7 separate regions of the Mus musculus genome follow, and all the other regions are linked to region 3. Evidence: chromatin contacts called from public Hi-C, HiChIP or PLAC-seq and promoter capture Hi-C data. All regions are on one chromosome and are shown on one strand. Each heading gives the region's core, a stretch centred on a gene start, on an enhancer-like site or on the middle of the called end of the contact. The rest is flanking DNA. Distances are from core to core; before and after follow the strand shown.

Region 1 (3,756 bases), core at 940-3,439, 400 kb after region 3:
GTATAGATGGTGCTATTCAGGCTGCTTGGGAATAAAAGCCATCAGTTGTCTTACCCAGCACTGGATATTGCATGCAGAAATACTCACTTTCCAAGAGAAATGTGGCTATTGGTACAATAGTGGCAAAATATTTATTGGGGTAGCCAAAAGTCCTCTTGGATAGATTTGAAGCTTATTCTGCAGGACAAAATTTATTCTTGGTCATGGCCAAAAGCCATGACCATAAGGATTATATGCTATGAAGAAGGCCAGGAGGAAAAGTGCTACTTTTCTAAATGGTCATATTGTTAAGCTGCCTTGTAAATATGCATGGTTTGGACCACATATTTGCACTGTTCTCAACCTTGAACTGCAAACCTTCTTATTACAGTGGGTAATTGTTAATGCGGAGACTCATACTATTCAAAGTATATAGAATGAATGACTGAGTGCTCAGATGCTGGTGGGGCATCTCTAATAACCTGAACCTAGTGGGTTAAAAATAAACAAATGCATGCATAAATAAGACATGATGTTAGCATGGGGCTGATTGGGAGATTCCAGAGTGAGTTAGGATAGGAGGATAGAGATGGATATGATCAAGACACAGTGTATATACATTCATGACAGTTTTGAAGACTAAATTGAAATGTTATTTAAAAACTCATGAGCCAGGAATTTCAAAAGTCGAGCATCATAACATCTGAGGCTTTGAGATCTCCAAGACTGTTTGAGCTACAAAAAAGTTATCCTCCAGAGGATGCTGAACATAGATCCTTAAGGGTAGGCAAAAGTGCACGCTGATATGAGAATGTTCTATACATAAAAGGGAAGGAGGGATTATCACAAGGGGAAGATTATCTTAGGGGGATTATTGTTAGCATTAAAATGATGATGATAACCAACCATCTGGATGGTAAAATGAAGACTCCTGTTGGATTTGCAGAGAATTTAGAATGAAAGAGACAACTTTCCTATGAAACCTGATTTAGTACAAGCCTGAAAGTTTCACCTACTTATTCATCATGTTTAAAAGCCTCTAACTATAGAGGAGTAGAAGCAGACTATTACATCAGAAGTGATGAAATGTCCCTAATTCCTCATAGTTTTGCACTAGCAAACATCTTCAGAAAGTTGTCTTCCGTCTCTTGTAAGACTATGCCAGGGCCTGGCAAACACAGAAGTGGATGCTCACAGTCAGCTATTGGATGGATCACAGGGTCCCCAGAGGAGGAGCTAGAGAAAGTACCCAAGGAGCTAAAGGGGTCTGCAACCCTATAGGTGGAACAATAATATGAACTAACCAGTATCCCCCAGAGCTCTTGACTCTAGCTGCTTATGTATCAGAAGATGGCCTAGTCAGCCATCAGTGGAAAGAGAGGCCCATTGGTCATGCAAACTTTATGTGCCTCAGTACAGGGGAATGCCAGGGCCAAGAAGTAGGAGTGGGTGGGTGGGGGAAAGGGTGGGGGAGGGTGTGGGGGACTTTTGGGATAGAACTAGAAATGTAAATGAAATAAATACCTAATTAAAAAAATCAGGGACTAGGGAAAGAAAAAGAAAAAAAAAAAGAAAGTTGTCTTCCACTGGAGTGGTGGTGCATAACTTTAGTTACAACACTCACAAAGCAGAGACAGGAGGATCTCTAGGAATCCAAGGTTAACTTTCTTTACATAGTAAGTTTCAGAATGTCCAGGACTAATAAGAAGCTTTCACAGGTCTGCTCAGCTGCATTCTTGAAATCAGCCACTGTCACCTATGCGCAGCAACTGAGAAATTGAATTAAAACATTATAGTTCAGTCGTGAAGTTTTCACATGTAAGTAAACATCAGATAGCAAAAGTAATGCAGAACCTTCTACCAAAAATGTACGAGACTGAATATTTGCCTTGCCTTTGTTGGATCTTCAGAAACTGAAGATTTAAGCATGCACCCTTTAGTACAGATCTACACTTTAGGACAGTTCTCTCTTCAAATAGTATTCTTCCCTATTTCTAGGTAGTAAGACAAAAAGTTAAGATAAGATACCCAGGAGCCCAGGTCTGGGGTTGCCCTTGGGTTTTGGGCTCATCCCCAAGCAGTAGCTAAGACTATCTCAACTTTGAGCCTAAGAGTAGAGAATTAAGCCTCATTCTTTATTAGTCCTGTCTGGCTAGATACAGGCCCTGCTCTGGCATTAGGGTGAGATTTAGTCTGGGACTGGGGCAAAGGCTAAGTCAACTGAAACTGGGCTTGGGGTGGAGAGTTGGGATGGGGCTGGATCTGAGCCTGTGAGTCTCCAAGGCAACAAGGAAGTCAAGGGTGCTCTTCATATGTGGAACCTTGTTCCTTACCGAACTGAGAAAACCTAACAAAACAGTTCTGTACTTTACTTTTCAAGTGGTATGTGTGTGTGTGTGTGTGTGTGTGTGTGTGTGTGTGTGTATGTCTAGCTCAAGATAAATGTACAGTTTTGAGGCAACTTCTTAGTCTCATTTAAGACAAAATGTTCTCTGCCAGTCTGTTGATTTTCAAAGAATGCAAATGGATTTTAATACTGAAGTGGAACATTTGCAAGGAAGGAAAAACTGTTGTTATATATGCATATAATTCAGGTTTTATTTGTATTTCACTTTGAATAACATTGCCTGTGACATTACTTCATCTTTAGGAACAGAGATCCTAGAAAAATTGTTTAACTACATTTTATATTTCTATCATGTTCTTTCATAATATTTGTCACTCTAACCTAGAATAATTTAATTTTTTGCTAACTTTATTTTCATTTTATGGAGACACAATCTCACTGTATAACTATGGCTTGCTTAGAAGTCACATTGCATATACTCTTATCAGGTCGGCCTCAAATTCATGCTCTCCCCCTGCCTCTAGCTTCTCCTGTAAGCATTACATGCACAGTCCACCTGTTCAACTTCAGTTGAAACTTTTTTGATCATTTTTGATTTCCTATTTTTGCATATGGAAATAACATGTTTAGTAGTCCTGAGTAAACATATCCAGGAAGCTCAGGGTCATGAGAAAGTCATGACTCATGACACTGAAGAGTTAATACCACTGTGAAATTCAATAATGACATCATTAAAAATATATTATTGCCAAAATCACTTAAAGAGTTTTATTTTAGTGTGTGTGTGTGTGTGTGTGTGTGTGTGGATGTGTGTCTCAAAGAAGGTCAGAGGCATAGGATCCAGTGGAGCTGGAATTACAGGCAGTTGCAAGTGTCCTGACAGATGCTGGGGACCAAAGTTCTCTGTAAGAGCAACACATGATCTTAACCACTAAGCCATACCACTAGCCCTTCATAGCACATTTTGCTTAAATGCTGATAGAAAATTTTATTGAAGTTACTCATTAACACTGTACTTAGTCTGGATAGCATAGTTATGATGATAGTCCTAGCTGCTGTTCTCCGGGATTGTGAATTCTGCAACGAGTCCCAGGACCTTGACCTTTCATGAAAGAACTAAGGATTCTAATTTCTGCTTTTTTAAATAATTGTCACTATGTCACTTGTGCATAGTAACCCATTAAATTAACTAGGCTAGGATTTAATTATCACATGCAAAATACTAAAGAATGATCAAAGGGAAATGTCTGACTTAAGAACTATCAGGTGTTATTAAGAAGTAGGAGAGATGAACTGTGTGGTTTCAGAGTTAGATTGACACAGAGATCCATCTGAAAGTGAATTGGTGTAAGTTCTCTGATGTCATGATAATAAAACCAGAAACGAACTACTTCCTACAATATCACACCATCTGTGTTCTCCCTTCAGAG
Region 2 (3,421 bases), core at 530-3,029, 420 kb after region 3:
AAAAGAAGGGGAAAATAATGTAATTATAATATAATCGTAAAAGTACAAGAAGTAATTAAACAAACAAAAACAAAAGGTGTGTGGATGAAATACATATTAATTATAAAGTACAGTGTGGGTACAAATAACAAAAAATCAGGGAAAAATGTTTAAATCAATTAATCCTATTATTTTTATGCTTTAATATTGCTGAAATTTGTTTGTTAAAATGAGATTTTGCTTTTCATGACGTCTTATAATCTATTCATTTAATATGTTTTCAACTTGGTTTATTTTTAAATCCCTTTTCATATCCAAACATTATCAGATTATGGTTTTATAGTGTTAGGCTCTCCAATACTTATAGGCTTATAGGCTGATTCAACTTCATAAGGACACACTTTGAGAATATTGTATTCCAAATTCAGGTATATATATACATATATATATATATTCAGGTATATATACATATATATATATATATATATATATATATATATATATATATATACACACATACATACATACCTCCGGGTGTCTTTTGTTATGGTATAATTATGCAAATTAGGGAAGTAAGGTGTGCTCCTTTAGGCAAAACTCTGAATTCAAGGGGGGCATGTCCTCTGAACCATCACTAGCCTATACTTTTCAGGAGCTGTCCTCTTCATAGGCAACAGACATGGCGACAACATGTAGTGGCTTACTGAGGTGAACCATTAACCGAGAACTTTCTTTAAAAAACACATTAGTAACTAAAAGGAAATCATTATTAGCTTCTAGCCCACAGTCACAGAGTCTGTTAGAATTAATAAGCTACATATAAACTGAATACACCCACATGAGAAAATTGCTACTACTCATTCTTAATTTGGAATGATGAAAATTCCTTATAAAATTAGTTCTCTAAACATAAAAATAATGCATGTTTTTACCAGAAATTAAGAAAAAATACATTAATGAAAAACCTGGTAATCCAATACAAACTCTGTTCCTATATCCTGGACCATTGCACAGAGCCTAACAAAAAATAAAAATTTTAACTGTCACTGGAAAGTAAAGTATGAAGATATTCCAACAAGTTTCTCTCATTAGTAAACAATTTAAATAAACTGTGTTTGAGTGTATATAAATATAAGTATTTGGTTCTGGTTAATTACGTCACTTTTATGTATTCCACAAGTTACACCCAAACATCAAACATTACAGTATGTATCAAGTTGCATTTTTCATTAATAAGTTAGAGAATAGATTATATAGTTTGGGGAGTAGAATAACAATCACTCTGCAGTTTACCAGTTCCTTTAGTAAATCTTATTCTTAAATCATCACATTTTGCCAAATATAGATGCAAATTTTAAATTTTGGAATGATTTAAAATTTACTCTACTATAAGTTCTTTAATTTACATGGTTAAATTTTTCATGACGCAAGTTATTTTCCCTTTCTCTAAATAATTTCACTTTTTCAAATAATTGTAATTATCTTTGTTGCGACATTATCAAATACAATGAGCCCTTTAAAGCAAAACACACTACATTTTTGTCTATTAAATCAATGCATTTAGAGCCACATGAAATAGATGTGAAAGTCAGATATGTTTGCCTTTGGCTGCTTCACATCTACTGAAGAACAGTTCCCTAGGCAGCATTTAGCTCACAGAACCCTTCCAAAGGAAGCCCTAAGCAGAAAGCTTGGTCTTCTTTGGTGTGACCGAGAGACATGAGCTGCAGTGTCCCTTACCATTCTGCTGTCGGCTTCTGTCTCGACAGAAAACTCTGCCAGGAGCTGGAGACAGCTTCTGACCCAGTGCTGTGTTGCTGGACATGACCAGTGCAGTCTGATTTGCATATTATGCAGCCAAGATTAATAATTCAAAAGGCAGGGATAATTTATTCAGAAAAACCTCCAAGTCATTCAGAGGAACTCCTGAAAAGCCGAAGGCACACAACAGATGAGTCATTTTGTAGAGAGTAGTTTTAACAAAGACATTTGAGGACAAGCTAATTTAAATTTAGTTGATACACTCCCAAAACAACATAGAAGCATTCTATCTTCCCATGTGTATGTGCATGGAACTGTGTACGCACATTTAGGTAATGAGAACAGCAAACATTTTATGGTTAATATATATAGTTGAACTCATTTTTCATTGTTTTACACATTTCTTTGGTGACTTCTATACTAAGCATACAATAATTAAACTGCTTCATAGAAATCCTGAGGGAACTATGACATGAGTACTTGGACGGCAGTCTGAATTTGAGCCTTGTCAGTGTGCTGCTGAAAGGCTGTTAGAACTTTAGATAGTATCCGTTTTATTTTCTGTGATTAAATTCAGGAAACATAAAGAAGTACATCAGATGGCTAGGGATTAAGGAGAGAGGCATTATCTTAGATGACAAGCTCAAGAGATAGTAGTAGACTTTCCCCAGTCAGTGCTCTGAACAGCATCCAGAAGACTGATTATTCCAGATAAGAAACAAACCTGGCCTTTTCTCAAGGCTACATCAGTTTTTTATTCAAGCAAAAATCTGGATTGGTTGACCTGAAGGGTGGGGATAACACTGAGGATGTATGTACATGGTAGCGACTAAGATACAATCACAGGCATTTTCTACTTGTAGAGGAAAAGAGGCTAGAGAGTACTTTGGGGTACAGTCTTCAGAAAGAGAGGAGAGTAGCCAGTTGTGGTTCATGGACCTCTCCAAGGTATAGAGTGGCCAGTTGTAGTTCATAGACCTCTACAATGTAAAAAGGAAAGTTCTGACCACCACCATGGCAGGAGGGGCTGGAGATGGTGATTCCCTCTTTGTGGGTACCTGGAGTTCCCCAGAGTTTCCTCTTTCTTGTCTCTACTTCCTGATGGCCAAAAATGTGGTCGGTACTTCTCTTTTTCCCCCCCACAGGACTGCAAGCTGATAGTTTGGGCTTCCTGCCAAGAGCCACACTTCCCCAGGACCCCTCCACTGGTACCAGGGCAGATACAGTAAATAGACTGCTGTTCCTTTCATACCGTGACACCTTATTCAGGGTTACAGAGCAGAGGTACGGAGAATCTGTCCAGCAGGACGAGTGTCACTGTCACACTTCCAGGCCCCCTCACAGGCCCAAATATAAGCTCTGCATTCTTGATGGAACACTGTATGGTCACATTCCTGTTCTAAATTTGTATTAACTTTATAACAAGGGACCAAACATTTCCCTTGTGCTGGATTTGCAAATTATGTTGTCACTTCTGCCAGAGAGAGCACACATCTCTCAGGAAGTGATTTCTGTTCAGCCTATAATATTTCAGTGGGCAGAGCTTCTGACTTTGTTTTCTTTGTTGATAGAAACAATGTAACACATTGGATCTCATCAAATTTTCAATTCTCTTAACTGTAAAGTAGGGATACTTGTGACAATCCCAGGAAATACATATATCTACATAGAAGTCTGTGTA
Region 3 (3,496 bases), core at 150-2,649:
GCCCACTAGTGTACTATTTCAAAGCATGCTGCAGAAGACCTGCGTATCCAAAGGCCGTAATTATGACTTCCCTCTCCTTGAATTAATTTGTTTGTGAAATAGCTCAGAGTGTTGCAGACTTTATTAATCACTTGCTATGGTCTGTGCCTGTGCTGGTGGACACAGAAACCTAAAACAGTGGCAATAACCTTCCAGGCTGCTTCTAACTTTGTTTTTAATCCTGGGGATGCATACCGCACATAAACCCATCTTAGCAGCGTAATAGGCTTGTCTCAACACCCATGTAGCTGTAAAATGCTGTGGGCTAGCCAGGAAGGCTTCAGCTCCATTTATACATACATGCATGTGTGTGTGTGTATGTGTGTGTGTGTGTGTGTGTGTGTGTGTGTGTAATTTCTTTAAATCTCACGTTACATCCTCTAAAATCAAAGTATTCTCATATGGCACATTACTAACAACATCAGACTCGGTCTTTTTTTTGGGGGGGCGGGGGGAGGAGTGAGGAAAGGTTTCATATTTCTCTTGTTTTTATTTAAAAAACCAGTCCATATACTGACTACTTATCATGAAAGCTGTTCTACCAGCCTACTGTGGCTCCACCCGGAAAGCTCTATACTTACTTTTCTTACAGTTTTTGAGTGACGCACTACAAAACCACCAGAAAGGGAGGAAAAGCGGCAGCCCTCTCAAGCAGGGCGTCTTCCTCCCTGTAAACTTGGCAAAAAGCACACTGGACTGAAATACAGCACTCTCCATATAAGGCAGCCCAACTAAACATGTCATGCGTAATTTATGGGTGGCAAGCAGAGCATTAACCTCTGCGTGCACATACTTGGCCCACATGAAGCCGGTGCTGGGTGGCAGCCCCGGCAGAGGGATGCGGGCGCGGCCGGGACCCGCGCGACCAGTGGCCGCCCCCCGTCGACCCTGGCAGAGGTCACCGAGTTCACAGCACTCGGCCACGCACCTGCCCCGGCTCACCGGCCACTAGTCCTGTCCCGCGGCGCCCCACGGGGGCCCGCAGGGAGGCGCGGGACAGGGCCGGTAGCCGCAGCGCGCGATCGCGGTGCGGCCCGGGGACCCCCGAGCGCCACCCGAGGCCGCCGCAGCGCCGCCCGCAGCGCAGAACAATGCGCGGCCGCCCCGCCACTCACCTCTCACGTGGCCGTGCAGGCTGCCCGCCGGGGCCCCGACTGCCCGGGGCATTGTGGGATCGCGACTCCGGGATGCCCGCCACGGGAAAGGGAACTGGCCGGGTCCGGGTCACGGGAGCATGGCGAGCGCCCCGACTCGACGGGCTGCGGCGAGAGACTGTGGCATGTCGCCGTGCAGCCTCTTATCGCCGCGCGCCGGTTTCCGCCGCTGCGCGGCCCCTCCCCCGCGCCAGCCCCGCCAGGAAGGCGCGCGGACGCGCAGAGCTCCCACGCGCAGCCCCGGCCCCCGCCCGCCCGCCCGCTCGCTCGCCCGGGCCCGCGCCGCTCACCGCCGCTCCAGCTCCCGGGGCTCCGCGCCCAGCCCGCGAGGCCCGCAAGGTTAGACGGAAGGTTAGAGTTAGCTGCCCGGCCTGCAGCAGCAGAAGCAGCGCATCGCCTGGAACCTGGAAGGCGAAGGGCGGGAAAGAAGCTTGCACGGGTGTTGGTGGGTATCTTTCTCAGCACTCACAGTTTTGGAGTTCTGCGAGAAAACTGATCGTCACCCAAACACAAACCCAGGCCACCTTCCTGTCCTATCGGCAAATAAAACTTGCAGTTTAAAGGCTCCCTTACTTCCAACTCTGCAGTGTGGTGTACAGAAAGCAAGCAGGGCTCCCTCTTTTAAAATAAAATAACATCTTAGGCGCTGCAGAGGTACTCCCACGCAAACAAGCCCTGGGCAACTGCCCGCCTGAGCAAATGAAACACCAGCTCCTAGTTCATTAGCTGCTGTCCTGTAACTTGGCTTTGAAAGAAAAGAATTCTGGGCTTCTGAGAAGAGATAAAGTTTGAAGATCTGCGGACGGGATTTCCAGTGAATTTCAAGGAATTCTGATAACTTCGTCAGGGATGATTTTTAACTATAAAAACGTTTGTTTCATGGTTTGAACATGAGTTGAGGTGAGTGAATGCAAACTGGATTTCTCCCTCCCTGTTTCTGTTGAGTGGGTCAGGCACACTCTCCTAGGCGGAGTAAATAAATAAATAAATAAATAAAGTACTCCACTAGTTTGCAGAGGTACTAGTAACAGATCTTGATCCTCTGCTGGTCCATGAAACACGGACTTGCTGCTTACTGATCCCTTCCTGAAATAATTAATTAATTAACTAGTACCACTTCTCAGTGTTAATTATTAAAAGTTCCCAAGTCCCCAACAATGGAAACAAAGTAGAATGACAGTAGCATTTTCTCAGAGAACAGAGACAGGGAGTTTCTAACTGACAATTAGTAACCACCAGCGCCTGAGGACTTTCTCAGCATTCATTCCAGCAACTGGATGGAATGTGAGCTATGGCAGAAGTAGTTAAGTATAGGTAGGATGGAGGTAAGTGCAGGAGGATGGAGTACACGGATTGTACTTTTTGGAGCAGCATGGTAGAAAAGAGCACCAGCCAGCTGGTGCTAAGATGGTAGGCAAATATCCAAAATGCCCTTGAGAAAAGGAGGGAAGGCTCCCTGGAGGAACTTATGCAAGCAGCGCCTTGAAGGATGTGCAGAAGTTGCTAAGATAAAAAGAGAGTTGCCTGGATAGGCTAGCTGGCTAGGGAGATGACTCCTGCGTAAAGAAGCTGGAGCTCAGGTCTGAGAACCTGAGTTCAAATTCCGAACATCTAGGCAAGTGTCTGTAACCACAGTGCTGGGATCAGGTAGAGAATGGGAGATATTCACAGCCCATTAGCCAGTTAACTCTGAATTCCAGACTCAATGAGAGACACTCAAAAAAGTAAGTAATAAGATGGAAGGTAAATTTCAGAAGACACCTAATGTGGACCCCTGGCTTCCACGTGCACACAATCATAGGCACAGGGAGTGTGGCACAAGTGGGCCCTGGGACGGTGGAGCAAAGTGCAGAGCACGTGCAAGAAGCCTATCTGTTTCAATGCCCTGTAGAATCAATACAGTCATCTGTTTCCTTTCTTTAAAAGGAGATTAACTTGTCGGCAGAGAAGGAAGCCAGGAACTTCAACGTTATTCAGCAAACTATGAACTAGTTCGCAGGACCAGGGCGATAGGGTGGAGTCTGGACTTGCACTCTAGAAAGATCTTTGGCAAATGCTTAGAGGGTTACTGAGAATGTATTCAGGGATGTTGGCAAAGGAAGGGTAAATGGGTGTAGACCCACTGGAAAACTGACTCATGCAGGGATGGAGGAAGGGATGGGCCTTGGGAAACTCCCAAGGCTAGCTTAGCCTACAGGATTGTTTCTAGCCTTTCCTTGTTTTCAGTTGCTTTCCATTTTCTATCAAAGAGCTCTGGCTTCCTGAAAGCATAGGCTACCTTTGCACCTGCTGCTGTGTGAGCT
Region 4 (3,609 bases), core at 24-2,523, 380 kb after region 3:
CCCAATCTTCCCCCTTTCTTGTTTCTCGTCTGTAGCATGTGTAGGCTCAGTACCCCCTTCATGTCAATTCGTCACAGGCTTTAGTATAAACCTGTGAGCATCAGGCAGACATGTTCATAATTTACTAATAGGTTTACTATTTTCAAATATTCTCTCTCATGAAGAGTACCAGGTGAGGAGGCCACTGTTCTAGAAAGATAGAGAAAGTCTGAAGAGTGCATGTCAAACTCACTGTCCACTCCCCGACTAAGTAGCACCTTCCCAACAGCTTCCCACAGGTAAAGTATAGAGAAGGAAAATGAGAAAATGTGCCTCTCTTTCCCTCACCAACATCTATCAGAACAGTGTCATTTCCACTTTTAAATAAACATGCAGGCCTAATAAAAGAAGAGTAGAAACAATACGCGTTTTTTCTTGTGGTAGAAGCTCAGAAAACACAGAACTCGACTTTAAGTTTTGCACATTTGAACCATCAATGAGTGAGTTCTAACCATTGCCTAGAGAAGATATGCACACACAATTCCGAAGGTCTAAAGAATTCCATTCATTAAAATAAAGACAGGCACTGTGCTGTGCGTAGGCAGAGCGATGTTTTATTTTGTGAAACACTAGTAATTTTCCAACATCTGAAGGAAGTTAAAAAACAATCACTACGATCATTTTGGTTTCTCTGAAGCCAACAGTATATGAGTAATGCTTTGGCACTTTATGGGTCATCCAAAATCATCAAACAGACTTTCAAAAGTGCTTGCAGTAGGAACCACACCTCTTTTTTTTTTTTTTTCCTGGGCATGGAAAAACCACGTAAAACTGGCTTTCAGTGAGGCCAGAATTGTAAGTAACAGACACCCAGTTTATTTTTAGAGACTGGGTTACCATTAATATATATTCAGAGACTTTTCAGTCTGAGTGAAACACATAAAGTCCTTCTCAATTATTTATACAGAAAGGTTTCAGTCTCTACTCTATGTGCTACAGAGCACATAAAATATATACAGCCCAATAATAGGAGCATGCTTAATTAACATACTGATAGATTCACTTTCAACACAATTAATTTGCCCTAAGCAGTACTCACTTTATGAGGTTTTAAATTGTCAGAAAGAGGCGTGCTCGGCTCCAGCTTCAACATGAGGCAATGGAAGATATTCTTTTTATGTTTTTCTTTTAAAGCTTGCTTTGAATCATTTCCCTCTGTATTTAAGGCCTCCCCTCCCCTCCCCACCCCACCCCCCGCCACTGGAGAACTAACCACCAGAGGCTTCACCCCAGCTGTCTGTCTCCCTCTACAAAGCCTGCTCTGCTGCCTCGTGATGCCTCCCTTTCGTTGGAAGTTGACACTGTACTAATAAACATTGCTGGCAAGAGGCTATAATTAAGACCTGAGAGCTTGGGATTATTTAGGAGATATAGCTTAGTTCCTTGTTGCCCTGAGTGCTTCCAGAAGGCAGGAGGTACTTTTTGCTTCTAATTAAAGTGGAGAATACACTGACTGACGGCCATTACATGAGATGAAGTAGGTACATATTTGGACAGGTTTTATTCCCAGTGGTTGCTTCATTTACAGCCTAGCTTTTTCGTTTGTTTTTAGCCTGGGAAGACCAGCTTCACGCAACTTTTAAAATTAAGAATAAAGTAGTCATGTTCACCAGTGGGGTCATGCTGTTGTTACTTCTACGAAGGCAAACATAGCTGACTGGATTCATGTTAGTGTTAGGAAGAAAAGGTTAAAACATTAAGGTAAGTGTGTCTTTGTTTTATTTTTTATTCTTAAAACATGATCGGGGTTATACAAGAGTGTAATTCATGCAGACTAAAAAACACAGGCAAGGATGGACTAGGATGGGGAAATGATCCAGCTTAAGATTTTTTGGCTTAATCGTGTACATCTTTTCAGATGTGGGGTGGTGCTTGGTCATGCTTTGTTAAGAATGCATTAAGAAGGTATCAGGCTAATATCCACTTATCAGTGAGTACATATCATGTGAGTTCTTTTGTGATTGGGTTACCTCACTCAGGATGATGCCCTCTAGGTCCATCCATTTGTCTAGGAATTTCACAAATGTACTCACTGATAAGTGGATATTAGCCCAGAAACTCAGAATAACCAACATATAAGATACAATTTGCGAAACACCTGAAATTCAAGAAGAACAAAGACCAAAGTTTGTGTGGACACTTTGCCCCTTCTTAGAATTGGGAACAAAACACCCATGAAAGGAGTAACAGAGACAAAGTTTGGAGCTGAGACGAAAGGATGGACCAACTAGAGACTGCCATATCCGGGGATCCATCCCATAATCAGCCTCCAAATGCTGACACCATTGCATACACTAGCAAGATTTTGCTGAAAGGACCCTGATATAGCTGTCTCTTGTGAGACTATGCCGGGGCTTAGCAAACACATAAGTGGATGCTCACAGTCAGCTATTGGATGGATTATAGGGCCCTCAATGAAGGAGCTAGAGAAAGTAACCAAGGAGCTAAAGGGGTCTGCAACCCTTTAGGTGGAACAACAATATGAACTACCCAGTACTCCCCAGAGCTCATGTCTCTAGCTGCATATGTATCAGAAGATGGCCTAGTCAGCCATCATTGGAAAGAGAGGCCCATTGGTCATGCAAACTTTATATGCCTCAGTACAGGGGAATGCCAGGGCCAAGAAGTGGGAGTGGGTGGGTAGGGGAGGGGGAGATATGGGGGACTTTTGGGATAGCAATGGAAATGTAAATGAAGAAAATACCTAATTTGAGAAAAAAGAAAGTATCAGGCAAATGTTTACCACAAATATCCTAGGAAGTTTTCTGTCTACTGTGTGTATTTACCTCTGATGCTTTTAGGATTAGAATATATGACTATTTTATTCACTGTTGGTCTTGAGGCCCACAAAAGTAACTGGCATATAGTGAAGACTTAAGAAACATTGTTACAGGAGAGAGAGAGAGAGAGAGAGAGAGAGAGAGAGAGAGAGAGAGAGAGGGAGGGAGAGGGAGAGGGAGAGGGAGAGGGAGAGGGAGGGAGAGAGAGAGAGAGAGAGAGAGAGAGAGAGAGAGAGAGAGAGAGAAGGAAGGAACAAAGAAGAGGATCGAATAAAGGAGAAAGGGAGAGATAGGAGATGAGGGATGGTAGAGTGGGGCAGTCTCATTGAAATCACTTAGCAGAAAGAATTTTGTATGTGATTTAAAGCAATCCAGTGTCTTCAAGAAATCAGCAGTGATATGCACAAATGAATTCATAGCATTCCAAGTAAATACATTTTTAAGACAGCACAAATAATATCTCCTTGCTCTATATAGTTACCCTCCTTGTTGTGTTGTTCAGTTCTGTCAGTATTCTTTCACTTACCTCTCATTATTTGGAATCCTGTGCTGTGGGACTGTAATGGCCCAGGGCTATGGAGGAATGGTTGAAGAGAGCTTCAACCCTTGAGAGCTCAGATGAGGATGGCAGGAGTTGGATCCCTCCCCACTCCCAACCTGGTGCTAGGCTGCCAGCTATACTAACATCAACCCTAGTCAGAATTTATTATCCCGACAGTTATCAAACTTCACTCCCTGTTTAACCCTGTAAGATCCCCTCCTCATGCAGCCCCTGAGTATGCAGATGAAA
Region 5 (3,616 bases), core at 719-3,218, 500 kb before region 3:
AGAAAGGAGATTACAGGAAAGAACAATAAATGTGGATATGTGCATCAAATTGATGCTTCTTAATTTTTAGACTCACGACTTTCTTCTTTGGAGAATTCTCTTACATTACTAGGAACTTAGGAAGAAAAGCATCTTGTTCTATGAGCATCCTACCATGTTACAAAACTCAGGAGCTAGGATCTCGTGCCTTCACAAACTCGTGTCTCCATTCTGCTTGAACTCAGATAAAATATTGAGAGTCATTTCTTCACTCTTGGATTGTAAATTGGCCTCACTCCTCCTGGAAGCTTTCCTGGTGGCTCGGGACAGTCTCCTTCTGAATGTATCTCCAGCCAAGAAATAAAGAATGGGGTCCACACAGCTGTTGAGACTTGCTAGACCTCTTGTTACCTGATAAGTGGCATAAACCCTGTCGTTGAAATCACACATTTCTGGGGTCTGGAAATCCAACCGTGCTCGCAAATTCATCGTTTTCATCACATGGAAAGGGATATAAGACACAGCAAACACCGTCAGGACAATTATCACCAGGTAAATGGATTTCCTCCGGAGCGGAGAGTTGTCCAGGTCATTGTAAATCAAAGCTTTAACAATTAATCCATAACAGCCCAAGATCAGCACCAAAGGGATGCAGAACATGGCCACAGTCGTGCACATACTGTAGATGAAATAACTTCGCAGGTAATCATTGGACGTGGTGTCATAGCAGGTGACAGTTTTGTTTTTCCGAGTCCCAGTGCCAGAGTAGAAGAGAATAGGGGAGATGGCCACCACCACAATGAGCCACACCAGCACGCTGACATAAATGGCATTCTTCTTCTTGAGCCTGCCCAGAGACTTGAGAGGGTACACCACGCCACTGTACCTGTGTGCGCTGATGCAGGTGAGGAACAAGATGCTACCGTAGAGATTTACGTGGAAGATGAATCTCTGCAGCTTGCACATAGCATCCCCGAAGATCCAGTCAGTCTTGTTGAAGTAGTAGAAGATGAGGGCTGGTAGGGTGAGCACGTATAAAAAGTCAGCCAGAGCCAAATTGAACATGTACACGGAGATGCCGCTCCAAGGCTTCATGTGGAAAACGAACATCCAGATAGCCACGCTGTTGCCTAGGAAGCCTATGATGAACACTAAAATGTAGACAGCCGGCAGGTAGTAGAACTGGAAACCGGTCTTGGTCAGGGCACATTGGAATGAAGAGGAAACTGCTGCAGTTGAGGCGACAGTACTGTTTCCCCAAAGCGAGCCCAGGCCCGCCAGAAAGGCAGCATCCGTCCCGTTGGGGACAACCGACCAAGGCACCTCGGTCATCCTCTTCTTTCCAACTCAGGCAGCTACTAGAAAGGGCAGACCGCGGCGAGCGGGCAGCAGCGGCGAGAGACTCAGCGCGCATCGGAGGCGCAGGCCAGGGACCGCGCGCGGGAGTTCCCCACGGGTCGGAGCGCGCAGGGGCTCGCCCACGCCGGCTCTGGCCGCGCTTTTGTCGCGGGCCATGAAATTCGCCCGGAGCTGCGACCGATCTAAGCTGAAGGACGTGCGGGCAACTTCCCGGTCCAGCTGGCGGCGCGGAGGTTACACAACAGGACGCGCAGGGCACCTCCACCAAGTTTGCAAGTGCGCTCCCGCGCAGGGCGACTGATAGGCGCTGCTCAGAGCGCCTGGGGCGCGGCGGGTCAAGTCCAAGTAGTTCGGCTGTTCCCAGCGGCCCGAAGGCGCAGGCCAACCACCTCCTCTCTGATCAACTTTGCCTGGCCATCTGCCTACTCCCTACCTTGCAACCCGGGACCTTCACCAGGGACGCCGCGACTCTTCTTCCGGCCACATTCTGAGCCCGCGCTCAACCTTGGAGGTCTTTTGGAGAGCGCGTGGCCTCGGACCCTGGCGTACTACCTACCCTGTACCCCGCTCACAGTCCATGAAGGCTGCAGCTCGTCTCCGCGCTCGGCTGGGTCTCGAGTGCAGGGGGCAGGAGAGAAAGCCAGGCTCCCAGCGGGGTGGGCGGAGCCTAGGAGCCCGGGCGAGTCTGTGCTCCGCGGGGAGGCAAGGGGCGTGTCTCCGCCGTGCAAGCTCCGGGCCGCCGGCTCAGGGCTGGGCGCCCAGGGCGGGAGGTGGCCTCTGGAAGCAGAGATCGCGGTGCCCCTGCACGCCTGGCAAGGCCGCCACCACTCGAATCAGTGGTCAGAACAAAAGGTGCTCTAGGGCAGCGGTGGCTTCTGGCCAGCGTATGGCTGGAGGGGTTTCCTCGGTCCTCCACCAGCTAGCTCTGTAAAGTGAAGTTGCTGACACGCTGAAAACCTTCTGGACGCTGGCAGCGTTGTGTCTAAAGCTTTGAGCTGAGCAGTCTGAGACAGACATCTCCGGAGCCTCCCCGGAACTCGCAAGGTGTTTGCAGGCTCCAGACAACCAGCGGTTTGCAGGTGGGCACGCCCTGGCCCTGCACAGCGCCTTGCTTTGCCCAACGCGTGTAGGAACCTGCTGATCCCAGAGGGTGCCAGCTCTGAATGAGTGAGGGTGGTAAGCGGCATGGGCAAGTCGCTTTCTGCCCTTCATGTCTGTTTGTTTTTATTGTTGTTTGCTTTATCCAAATACTATTTTTTGCACTACTTAGAAAAATGCTAATACACCGGCATCACTGGTAACATTATTGTGAGAATGTACATAAGAACCTGGTCTAACTGCTTAGTTAACGCAGCACACATCATCAGTCCAACTTGACTGCTAACACTTGCTGGAAAGAACAAGCGCCCTCCCTCCAACCTCCAGTTACCATTTACATACATTTAAATAATAGAGACTACAGTGAAAATGATTCTGAATCAAGCTGAATATTAAACACAGCTTTATAAAGAAAGAGGGTTCATTTGTTGAGGGATAACTTTACAGTTTGGCTTTATTGTGAATCTTATTTCTTAAAATGCCTGTTCCTCTAGTAGATACCTTTCAAATTTAGACAGAGACCAATGTAATTATTTTATTTTTTGTAAATCTTAGTCTAGGGTTCCAAATGCATAAAAAATGTGGGCAATATATAAAAAAAAAGTGTTTAATTGTAAACTAAATGGATTGTTTCCTACCTGAAGACATGATTAAACAGACCCACCCAAGAATGGAACCAAGCCCTTCTTGACAATCTACTGATTAATGTATTTTATGTGCCATATTAACAAATACATTTTTTCTTGTAAAAAAAAAGTACGAGGATAGAATACCTTCGATTATATTCTATAGCCATTTCATTCTAGTTTCATATATTAAATGACTTTGTTCCCTTAAAAACACTCAAGGAGTTGGTGATCTGTCTCAGCCACTAAAGGCATTAGGCACTTACCGCCAAGCCTGAGGACTTGAGCTTGATCCCATTACTTACATGGTGGAAGGAAAGAACTGACTCCCACTTTCCTGATACCTGTGCACCCATATTGTGTCACTGTGGCACATGAGCATATGTGCATGTACACACACACACGCACACACACACACACACACACACACACACACACACAGAGAGAGAGAGAGAGAGAGAGAGAGAGAGAGGCAGAGAGAGAGAGAGAGAGAGGAGACACAGACACGGAGACACAGAGACACAGAGCCTGATACAGAGACAGAGACACACAGA
Region 6 (3,713 bases), core at 850-3,349, 330 kb after region 3:
GTAGTGTGTTGTATGTCTCATGTAAGAGACATATTTGAAATCACTTACCGATAAACAGTGAAAATGGGACAGGTCTTGATCAGACCACTGGGGAAAGCAAAGCTTGCCACAGACTTGACAACATTTTAAATAGAAAAACAGAAAATGTATAAATTGGGAAATTTAAAGATCAAAAACTATTAGAAGTACATCTTTAAACCAAAACAAACAACAAAAACAAAACAAAACAACAACAACAACAAAAAAAAACAAAACAAATCCAACCAACCAAACCAACAACAACAAAACAAAAACAAACACAAAGCACCCTTTATTGTCTTTTCTTATTTTTTATTTTTTCAGACAAGGTCTTTGACAGTTTACATTGTCAAGCAGCCATAATCTAGAGTCTCCTGGGAAGTCAATTTTAGAGGGTTCAGGTAGACAAAGTTTGCTTCAGTCTCTAGGGGACTCTCTTGGTTGTAGTGATTGATGTAGGAAAACTTGTTATTGTGGTCAACACCATTTCTTGGTTTGTGTTCTGGGACGTATAAAGGCAGAGAAAGTGAGATGAAATTAAAAAAAAAAAAGGTAAGAAAGAAAAGAAATTAGCTCTAAACTAGAGCTCTGGTCTGGCTGGCCAATGAGCATAGAGAATAGGCCTATGTCCGTGCACATCCCCATACGCAGTGCTGAGGCTGCAAATATCACCTCAGTACCAGGCTTTTGTGTGGGTGAAGCAGATCAGAACATGAGTCCTTGTAAGTAGATGGCAAGCTCTTTTCCAACTGAACTATCTCTCCACTACAGACTTCCACTTCTATATTCCTTGTTTTCCTGAGATATGGGGGAAGTGTTTTCATTATAAACTTATTATAAGCCAAAAAGTATTATATGAACCCAAATTCTAGGAAATATAATAAGATTCAATAATTATAAATGAGCCAGAACAAGAACTGTGCTCATATTTTCTCATTATTATTTTATCAAATCCTTCAAACATGCCACAATGATGAGACTATTTTACAGTATAAAACTACCAGAAAACTTATTTGTCATTAGCATTTAATTTCATTTACTGTACATATGTGCACTCATGCACACATACACACACATACACACACAAACACACACACATACACACATACATCCTATTCTTCTACATTATCAATTCAATACATTTTATTTTGTGATACATTTCAAAAGTAATAAAACTTTTCTGTATACTTTTGTGTATATCATTAATTAAATATTTAGATTTAGTGTGTATAGGATGCTTCAGACCCTCCCATAGCCCCACCCCACCCTACTCTGCCCTTTATTTACTAAAGTAAGTAAAATAAACATTTTTATTTACTTGTTTTAAATACTTGTGAATGCACAGAATTAAGTTCTGTCACAACAAATGAATGTGCCCTAATTAACATCCATATTGTAATGGTCTCAGAAACTGCCCCCTTTCTTTTCATGGTTAATTAATGCCCACTTTCATTCAGGGTGGAAAATGCTTTTCTGATTTCTTTGTATTTTCAATTACTAGAATTCTCTGTGAGGAGAATCACACAATCTGTATTTTGAGGTAAGATTTCATGCACTCAGCATAACGATTTTGAGGTCAGTCTGCATTTTTCCGTGTGTCAGCAATTATTTTTTCTTGCTATGATGTGGTGTGTTGTATGTCTCAGTCTTCTGAGGTGGCTTCTGAGGTATTTGCAGCATGTATCTACTTTGAATTGTTTGTATAGGAGTAGGATGATCCTGGGAACAGCTATGGTGACTTTTATTAACACAGTAAGCACTGTGATTTTGATTTTCAGGCATAAATCAAGGCACAAAGCAAGTTCAATAAAGAATGAATAAGAAGGGTAGCTGCTTGGACAGGCACTGGTCCTCATGGAAAAAGCTTTTCTTTTTAGCATCTTCAGAAGGGATGATACAGATCGGGTAACAATTTTCTGAACCCAGGGACATAAATCTTCTCAGCCCTCATAAATTGATCTTTGTGAGGTTTTATCCTGAAGAGCAAACTTTAGCAAAACAAGCAAGCAGGCAGGCAAGCCAACCCTGTCAAGGTGCTGCCAAATATGTGAAATCATGGGACACACATCATTCCAGTCCAGCTTCAGAGGCAACAGCAGCACAGTGGTGTGGGGGAAGGGCAGGGGGATGGGAATTTCTGAGACTTCCTGTACACACTGCCTTCTATCATCTGATCACTCAGAAGTTCTGGCTCTGGAGAGGCTTTTATCAACCAATTAGCAGAAACACCCAAAGCAGCTAGCCCACTTAACTGTTGGGTAAGTCTGTGGCCCCTTTGATGTTTGGCCTTGGCACACCAAGTGGTAATTCACAGAAAGATAAAAAGATTTAGGGCACTAAAAGACTATTCTTAGTAGATTAAAGCCTCGTTGCTAGTTCAATGACAAAGGTCTTTCAATATATATTTTCTTTCCCATCTAGAGTAAATATGCAGTCATCCTATGTAAATAATGAGAGAAAATTACAGCACCGGAGAGGAAGCCAATGAATGAGAAAGAGGTTAAATAACAGTCTAACGCTGAAGGAAAAGAACCTGTGTTTGCTAAGACAAATTTAATATCTTATTCCGACTCTTCCTTCATAAAAATTTTAAAAGTACCAGACATCTTCCCTATAAACCTTTGCTCCATTGGTGGCCCTGTAGTTACTGATTCTTGCGACCAATCCTTCTAACCTTGACTTCATTCTCTTTAGCCATAACAACAACAAAATGTCACCTAAAGGAAATTTAAGTGGAGAAACACAAGAAGACAGTGGATACTACTGATGTGAATTCCTTGAGAAGTGAACACAGTCTCTCTCTCTCTCTCTCTCTCTCTCACACACACACACACACACACACACACACACACACACACACACACACACAAACCTTGAAACTGGAACTGAAACTCAATGAGTGAGCTGCCCTGAGATATGTGAAGACCACTGAAGATGGACAACAGAGAAGGGATAAAAATAGACTTTAAATACAAGAGCTAAGAATGGGATATGGTGAGGGAATGTCAGACCTGAGGATGGCTGAGCAGGAAGAGGCCTTGAAGAGCCTTAGTAGTTTACAGAGGAATAGGGAAGAGGAGAGAAAGCTTGCTAAAAGATTTGTTACATTTCCTGTTATTTCTGTGTTCCTTGGAGGATAAATGTTAAAGCAGGTGCAACACACTTGTTTGTAGAGATTACTGGGTAGTTGATTAACTAGATAGTCTATCTGCTCTTTGTCCTGTGTCAACATAGACTCTTGCAGCCTTTGTTAATTGAAATGCTGATACCTTGGTAGATGGTGCAGTGCTTGTCAAATGTTTGAACCTAAGAACGTTAAATGTAGAAATAACTCTACCTTTGACAGAGATGATTTTAAAACAAGACAACTAAACAAAAACTTTTAAGTGCTTTCTATGAAGGGATAGTAAAATTTAGCATAGTTGTATTTTCTTTTATCTGGAAAGATTAAATACTTTGAAGGCTGTGTTCTGAGTTCCTTAACTCACTCTAATTAGTTGTCTTTGTTGGCAAGCAAGAATGTGAGCAAGTACGGGGACAGATGAAGAAGGAAAATGAAGCACATTGTTTAGCATAAATCTGCATGCTTCCCTGGAGTGTGCACTGCTGTTGTTTTGAGCAGTCTATGACACTAGGCATTGAATGTAACTGTAGGAGAATCTTTGCATCTTTGTAAAGGATTTGCTGATTTTTCC
Region 7 (3,606 bases), core at 185-2,684, 470 kb after region 3:
GCATTTTAAATGTGAATATATATTTGGGTCTTCTCTTTTACTAATCTACAAATCTTTATTTCTATTGATGTCATTATCATGTAATACATTTCATGTTCTTTTATAATTTTGTCATCAAAACATGTCATTAATTCTTTTATGTTTTTCACCTATAGAATTTTATGTTAGGTAGAATGTTTTACTTTTAGTAATCATATTGCATTTTTTATTTAAAAATTTTCATACAATATATTTTAGTTATGTTTCCCTACCTCCCTGCATACCCAACTGTTTTTCACTTTTTCTCTGTCTCTCAAAAACCCACTAAAATGAAAACTAAAGCAAATAAGCAAAACACCTATCATAATAGAAAAAGAACAAAACAAAACAATCATATTTTTAGCAAAGGCACACAAATAAGGCAATATTAAATTGTCCCCTACATGGTGCAATCTAAACATGTTTATAATGGTCTCTGATATGTATGTGGAAATTTAAAATTTTATTTATGGTATAATGAAACATATTCATAGCTGACTGAATATCCCACAAAGATGCCAAAGCCATGTACTAGAAGAAACTAGCGAATTGTGCTGCCACAGTGGGATGTCCACTTGTAGAATAACGAAAGTACACAGTTACCTCTTACTTTGCACAAAATAAGACGTAAATTGATGAAAAACTTCAATAGTAAACCCCAAACTCTGAAGCTTCTAGAAAATATTTTAGATTGCACTTTAAATTTATAGGCACAGGAAAGGACTCTATAAATATAACTTCATGTTTTTCACAAGTTAAGAGCAACAACAGACAAATGGCACATTCCAGAACTGAAGTTTCTATACAGCAATGGAAACATAGAATGAAGTAGAACCTACACAAAATGCCCAGAGTTACAATAGTGGCTCCAATTAGAAATTAAATGGTCTTGTTTCCTGTGTTTCTGGATTGTTTGTTTTGTTTTGTTTTTAACCAATCAGCCTTACTAATTGTCCCACATGGATTTCCATGCATGAATCTAAATCTACTGCATAGACTTTTATAATTAAACAATACTACTATTCCATTCTTTTTTTACTGAAGTTGATTCTTCTAAAAACCTTCACTTGGCAGTACTGCAAAACACACACTCTCTTTCTATCCTCTATTCTTCTTTCTTCTCCTTTCCCTCTGTCTGGTTGCTGACTGTAACTGGAATCAGATCTAGAGAAGGATCATGCTAAGAAACATCTTTCATAGATCCTACTTTGTCCTTTTTAAGTTATTCAGCATTCATAAGGTTGGTAAAATTCAGAACTTACCAAATCTGTTCCTATCTTTACAAAGGCAGTTTCCCATACTACCTTCCAAGGCTCTTCAATAGCATCTGGAAGCGGTATATAAAGATAATAAGCTACAAGCACCACAGAGATGAGAAGAGAAATGGTTTTCCCCATGTTTCCTTCTGCTCTTTCTGCTTTTGGCAGTTAGGAAATACAACTCATTTCAAATCATTGGATGTTGAATTTTAACCAGTCACCAAGTGTTACCTAACTTATTCAGTCCAAATTCCACGACGCAATCTCTTAAAGCACAGGCACTCCAAATCTACAAAGAATTTCAAAGCAGAGCTTTAATCTCGAAGGTACTTCCCATCTGTTTCTGAACAGTTTTCAAGAAAAACATATCACAACAAAGGTGTTATTATTCAGACTCTCTTACCTGTAAGTAATAGGTATTGCAACATATGAGAAAGACATATGTAAAGTAGAAACTAAAAGAAGATCAACAACACCTTTAAAGCTATGTGAAATTTTTAAAAAAATTCAATTTTCCTTAATTGCCTCTGGGCCCTACTTTCCTTCCCGTTGGGAAACTCCAGGCGTTTTTAATGACTGTTCAATGGCTCGGCTTATGAAGTAGCTTTGTTCTGTTTATATGATTTCTTTTGAGAACACAGAATAATTATATCATGTTCCTTTCTGTTCACAGCTCAGCTGAATCCATTCTGTACATTCTCAACTTGAAAAACCCATTCCTCTTCATTTTATTTTTGGCTACATTGATAATTAGACAATTCTCACCTTTTAGTCCAATATTCTAACTTAAAACATTTCTTTGGCTGTTAAGTTTATAATTGCCACCAGAAAATCTGCACAAAAGTCACTTATCTGTCCAAATCCCCACCTAATTAGATAATGAATGAGTCAAGGGTTGAATGACTCAAGTATTCAATTCTGTTTCAATGAGCTTCAAGCATATTCCATGCCAAGTTCAACCTAACTTTCACAATAAGTAGATTGCATCAAATAATCTTCATATCAATATGGGAGTGGAAGGGTGACTATTACCAGACTACTTTTTAAAGAGTAAACTACATATTTCTAAAGCTAATATTTTATATTGGATCCCCTGTTTCACAAAGGCTATATTCTATAGCACTATGAAAGAAAATGAGAGTCAAAACCTTGGTCTACTTTTGTCTAATTGTTACACATGACTATCTGTGTTATGCATGGAGGGAGTAGTTTTATTCACATGTTATGAGATTGTGTTAGGTGGACAGATGGTCTGGTGGCAGAGATCAATGAAGGCAAAGTGAAGAAAAAGGAAGCCATGAAATTGAAAGAACCGAGAAGGGTCTGGAGGAAAAAAAAAGTGAGAAATCTTGTAGCTATATTATAACACCCCCCTCCCAATTAAAAAGAATTCTGCATCAGGAACTTCATCCAATTGTTTGTATGAGTGGGTTGTTAGAATTGATTTGGTGATTTGGGGAAACTAGTTATCTTTATTTTTTCAAGCCACTTTGTTTCTTTGTTTGTTTTCATGGATATCTGACCATTTGGGTTTTGATCATTGACTCAGACTTTATTTTTTCTTTTATTCTTTTAATTCAACTTGACTTTGTTCTTTCAGTTAAAATCTTGGCAATGTTCAGGAAAGACTAGGTTATAGTAAAGTCGTAGCAATGATTTTGTCTGTTGGAAATGTGTTCTGGACCCCTGGATCTATCTCCAGTCTACCATTCTGGGCTGACCCTATTACTGAAAACACCAGAATTTTAGCTATAGAACATAAAGAACTCAATACCAAATTGATCAGGAAGTTTTCTTCCTTCCTCTGGCTTCCTTTTCTGTCATGCTGAGCTCTCTAGGAGAGAGATGATATCAGCGGTTTAAAGCAGCATTGGAATGAATCATACACAGTGCCAATCTCCCCAACGAGATGTGTTTACTGGTATAATAGTTGCTTAAGTTTTGTGGGTGGGTAACCCATCTCTGGTCAGATTCGAGGCCTTCTCTATAGGAGTGGATTTCATATACAATACTGTTAAACATATAGTCAAAAGCTTAGGATGTCAGAGGCATTAGGATAGAATGTATTACTTTCCTCAGTAGTCATGCTGTCAAATTGGTCCTACAATTAGGTTGTCAACTGTCCTAATGCTGCAACACTTTAATATAGTCCCTTATGTTGTGGTGACCCCAACTATAAAATTATTTTCATTGCTACTTCATAACTGTAATTTTTAGTGTGATGAATTGTACTATAAATATCCATGTTTTCCTGTGGTCTTAGGTGACCCTAGTTTAAGGGTCACTTGACCTCCAAAGGGTAGCTGCTACCCACAAGTTGAGAACTACT

What was found. Promoter capture Hi-C pulls out the DNA fragments that hold promoters and counts their contacts. A called contact is a pair of places that touch in the nucleus more often than the background predicts. HiChIP or PLAC-seq counts read pairs in DNA pulled down with a chosen protein or histone mark.
Region 1: an H3K27ac HiChIP or PLAC-seq map of hepatocytes shows a contact between it and region 3, with 4 times the contacts expected there. The contact joins the enhancer-like site here to the promoter of Mbnl1 in region 3. A contact is called at or near these places in 3 of 15 datasets of contacts at CTCF or cohesin (the NIH/3T3 cell line, large pre-B cells and pro-B cells), 10 of 484 Hi-C or Micro-C datasets (the G1E-ER4 cell line, the NIH/3T3 cell line, embryonic fibroblasts and 4 more) and 10 of 115 datasets of contacts at active chromatin or transcription factors (DN3 thymocytes, bone marrow-derived macrophages, effector CD8 T cells and 6 more).
Region 2: a promoter capture Hi-C map of liver shows a contact between it and region 3, with 4 times the contacts expected there. The contact joins the promoter of Sucnr1 here to the promoter of Mbnl1 in region 3. A contact is called at or near these places in 7 of 39 promoter capture datasets (the 3T3-L1 cell line, 3T3-L1-derived adipocytes, the C10 cell line and 2 more), 1 of 15 datasets of contacts at CTCF or cohesin (large pre-B cells), 1 of 484 Hi-C or Micro-C datasets (liver), 6 of 115 datasets of contacts at active chromatin or transcription factors (the NIH/3T3 cell line, bone marrow-derived macrophages, fibro-adipogenic progenitors and 2 more) and 1 of 9 other capture datasets (macrophages).
Region 4: a contact with region 3 is called in an H3K27ac HiChIP or PLAC-seq map of the NIH/3T3 cell line, with 10 times the contacts expected there. The contact joins the enhancer-like site here to the promoter of Mbnl1 in region 3. A contact is called at or near these places in 7 of 39 promoter capture datasets (the 3T3-L1 cell line, 3T3-L1-derived adipocytes, cranial neural crest and 3 more), 3 of 15 datasets of contacts at CTCF or cohesin (the NIH/3T3 cell line, large pre-B cells and pro-B cells), 27 of 484 Hi-C or Micro-C datasets (B cells, the C2C12 cell line, the C3H10T1/2 cell line and 13 more) and 17 of 115 datasets of contacts at active chromatin or transcription factors (the 230-238 cell line, DN3 thymocytes, the NIH/3T3 cell line and 13 more).
Region 5: a contact with region 3 is called in a FOXA1 HiChIP or PLAC-seq map of pancreatic cancer cells. The contact joins the promoter of P2ry1 here to the promoter of Mbnl1 in region 3. A contact is called at or near these places in 1 of 39 promoter capture datasets (liver), 2 of 484 Hi-C or Micro-C datasets (embryonic stem cells and uterus) and 2 of 115 datasets of contacts at active chromatin or transcription factors (astrocytes and pancreatic cancer cells).
Region 6: a Hi-C map of liver shows a contact between it and region 3, with 3 times the contacts expected there. The contact joins the enhancer-like site here to the promoter of Mbnl1 in region 3. A contact is called at or near these places in 1 of 15 datasets of contacts at CTCF or cohesin (the NIH/3T3 cell line), 5 of 484 Hi-C or Micro-C datasets (brown adipocytes, liver and nephron progenitors) and 8 of 115 datasets of contacts at active chromatin or transcription factors (the NIH/3T3 cell line, T-cell acute lymphoblastic leukemia, bone marrow-derived macrophages and 5 more).
Region 7: a promoter capture Hi-C map of liver shows a contact between it and region 3, with 3 times the contacts expected there. The contact joins the promoter of Aadac here to the promoter of Mbnl1 in region 3. A contact is called at or near these places in 4 of 39 promoter capture datasets (3T3-L1-derived adipocytes, the C10 cell line and liver).

What each region holds. Positions count from the first base shown.
Region 1 is chr3:60,097,209-60,100,964 of GRCm38.p6, reverse strand. No RefSeq gene overlaps it. Among named protein-coding and RNA genes, the nearest start is that of Sucnr1, 17 kb to the right of the region's middle. Within about 2 kb of position 2,189, at least 25 of the 459 cell types and tissues checked have an H3K27ac peak or open chromatin away from gene starts, as enhancers often do. A contact at or near this core is called in hepatocytes and liver, where this site is marked.
Region 2 is chr3:60,080,227-60,083,647 of GRCm38.p6, reverse strand. It overlaps Sucnr1 (succinate receptor 1), which reads right to left and starts at 1,779. Exons shown (of 2, transcript NM_032400.2): 1 at 1,720-1,779. The coding sequence starts at 1,722.
Region 3 is chr3:60,499,082-60,502,577 of GRCm38.p6, reverse strand. Mbnl1 (muscleblind like splicing factor 1) reads right to left here and starts at 1,399. Exons shown (of 10, transcript NM_020007.4): 1 at 1,155-1,399.
Region 4 is chr3:60,121,740-60,125,348 of GRCm38.p6, reverse strand. No RefSeq gene overlaps it. Among named protein-coding and RNA genes, the nearest start is that of Gm24382, 4.2 kb to the left of the region's middle. Within about 2 kb of position 1,273, at least 62 of the 459 cell types and tissues checked have an H3K27ac peak or open chromatin away from gene starts, as enhancers often do. A contact at or near this core is called in the C2C12 cell line, the NIH/3T3 cell line, a colorectal cancer cell line and 5 more, where this site is marked.
Region 5 is chr3:61,001,137-61,004,752 of GRCm38.p6, reverse strand. It overlaps P2ry1 (purinergic receptor P2Y, G-protein coupled 1), which reads right to left and starts at 1,968. Exons shown (of 2, transcript NM_008772.5): 1 at 154-1,968. The coding sequence starts at 1,311. The coding sequence ends at 190.
Region 6 is chr3:60,168,232-60,171,944 of GRCm38.p6, reverse strand. No RefSeq gene overlaps it. Among named protein-coding and RNA genes, the nearest start is that of Gm24382, 42 kb to the right of the region's middle. Within about 2 kb of position 2,099, at least 35 of the 459 cell types and tissues checked have an H3K27ac peak or open chromatin away from gene starts, as enhancers often do. A contact at or near this core is called in brown adipocytes, hepatocytes and liver, where this site is marked.
Region 7 is chr3:60,029,616-60,033,221 of GRCm38.p6, reverse strand. It overlaps Aadac (arylacetamide deacetylase), which reads right to left and starts at 1,434. Exons shown (of 5, transcript NM_023383.1): 1 at 1,281-1,434. The coding sequence starts at 1,415.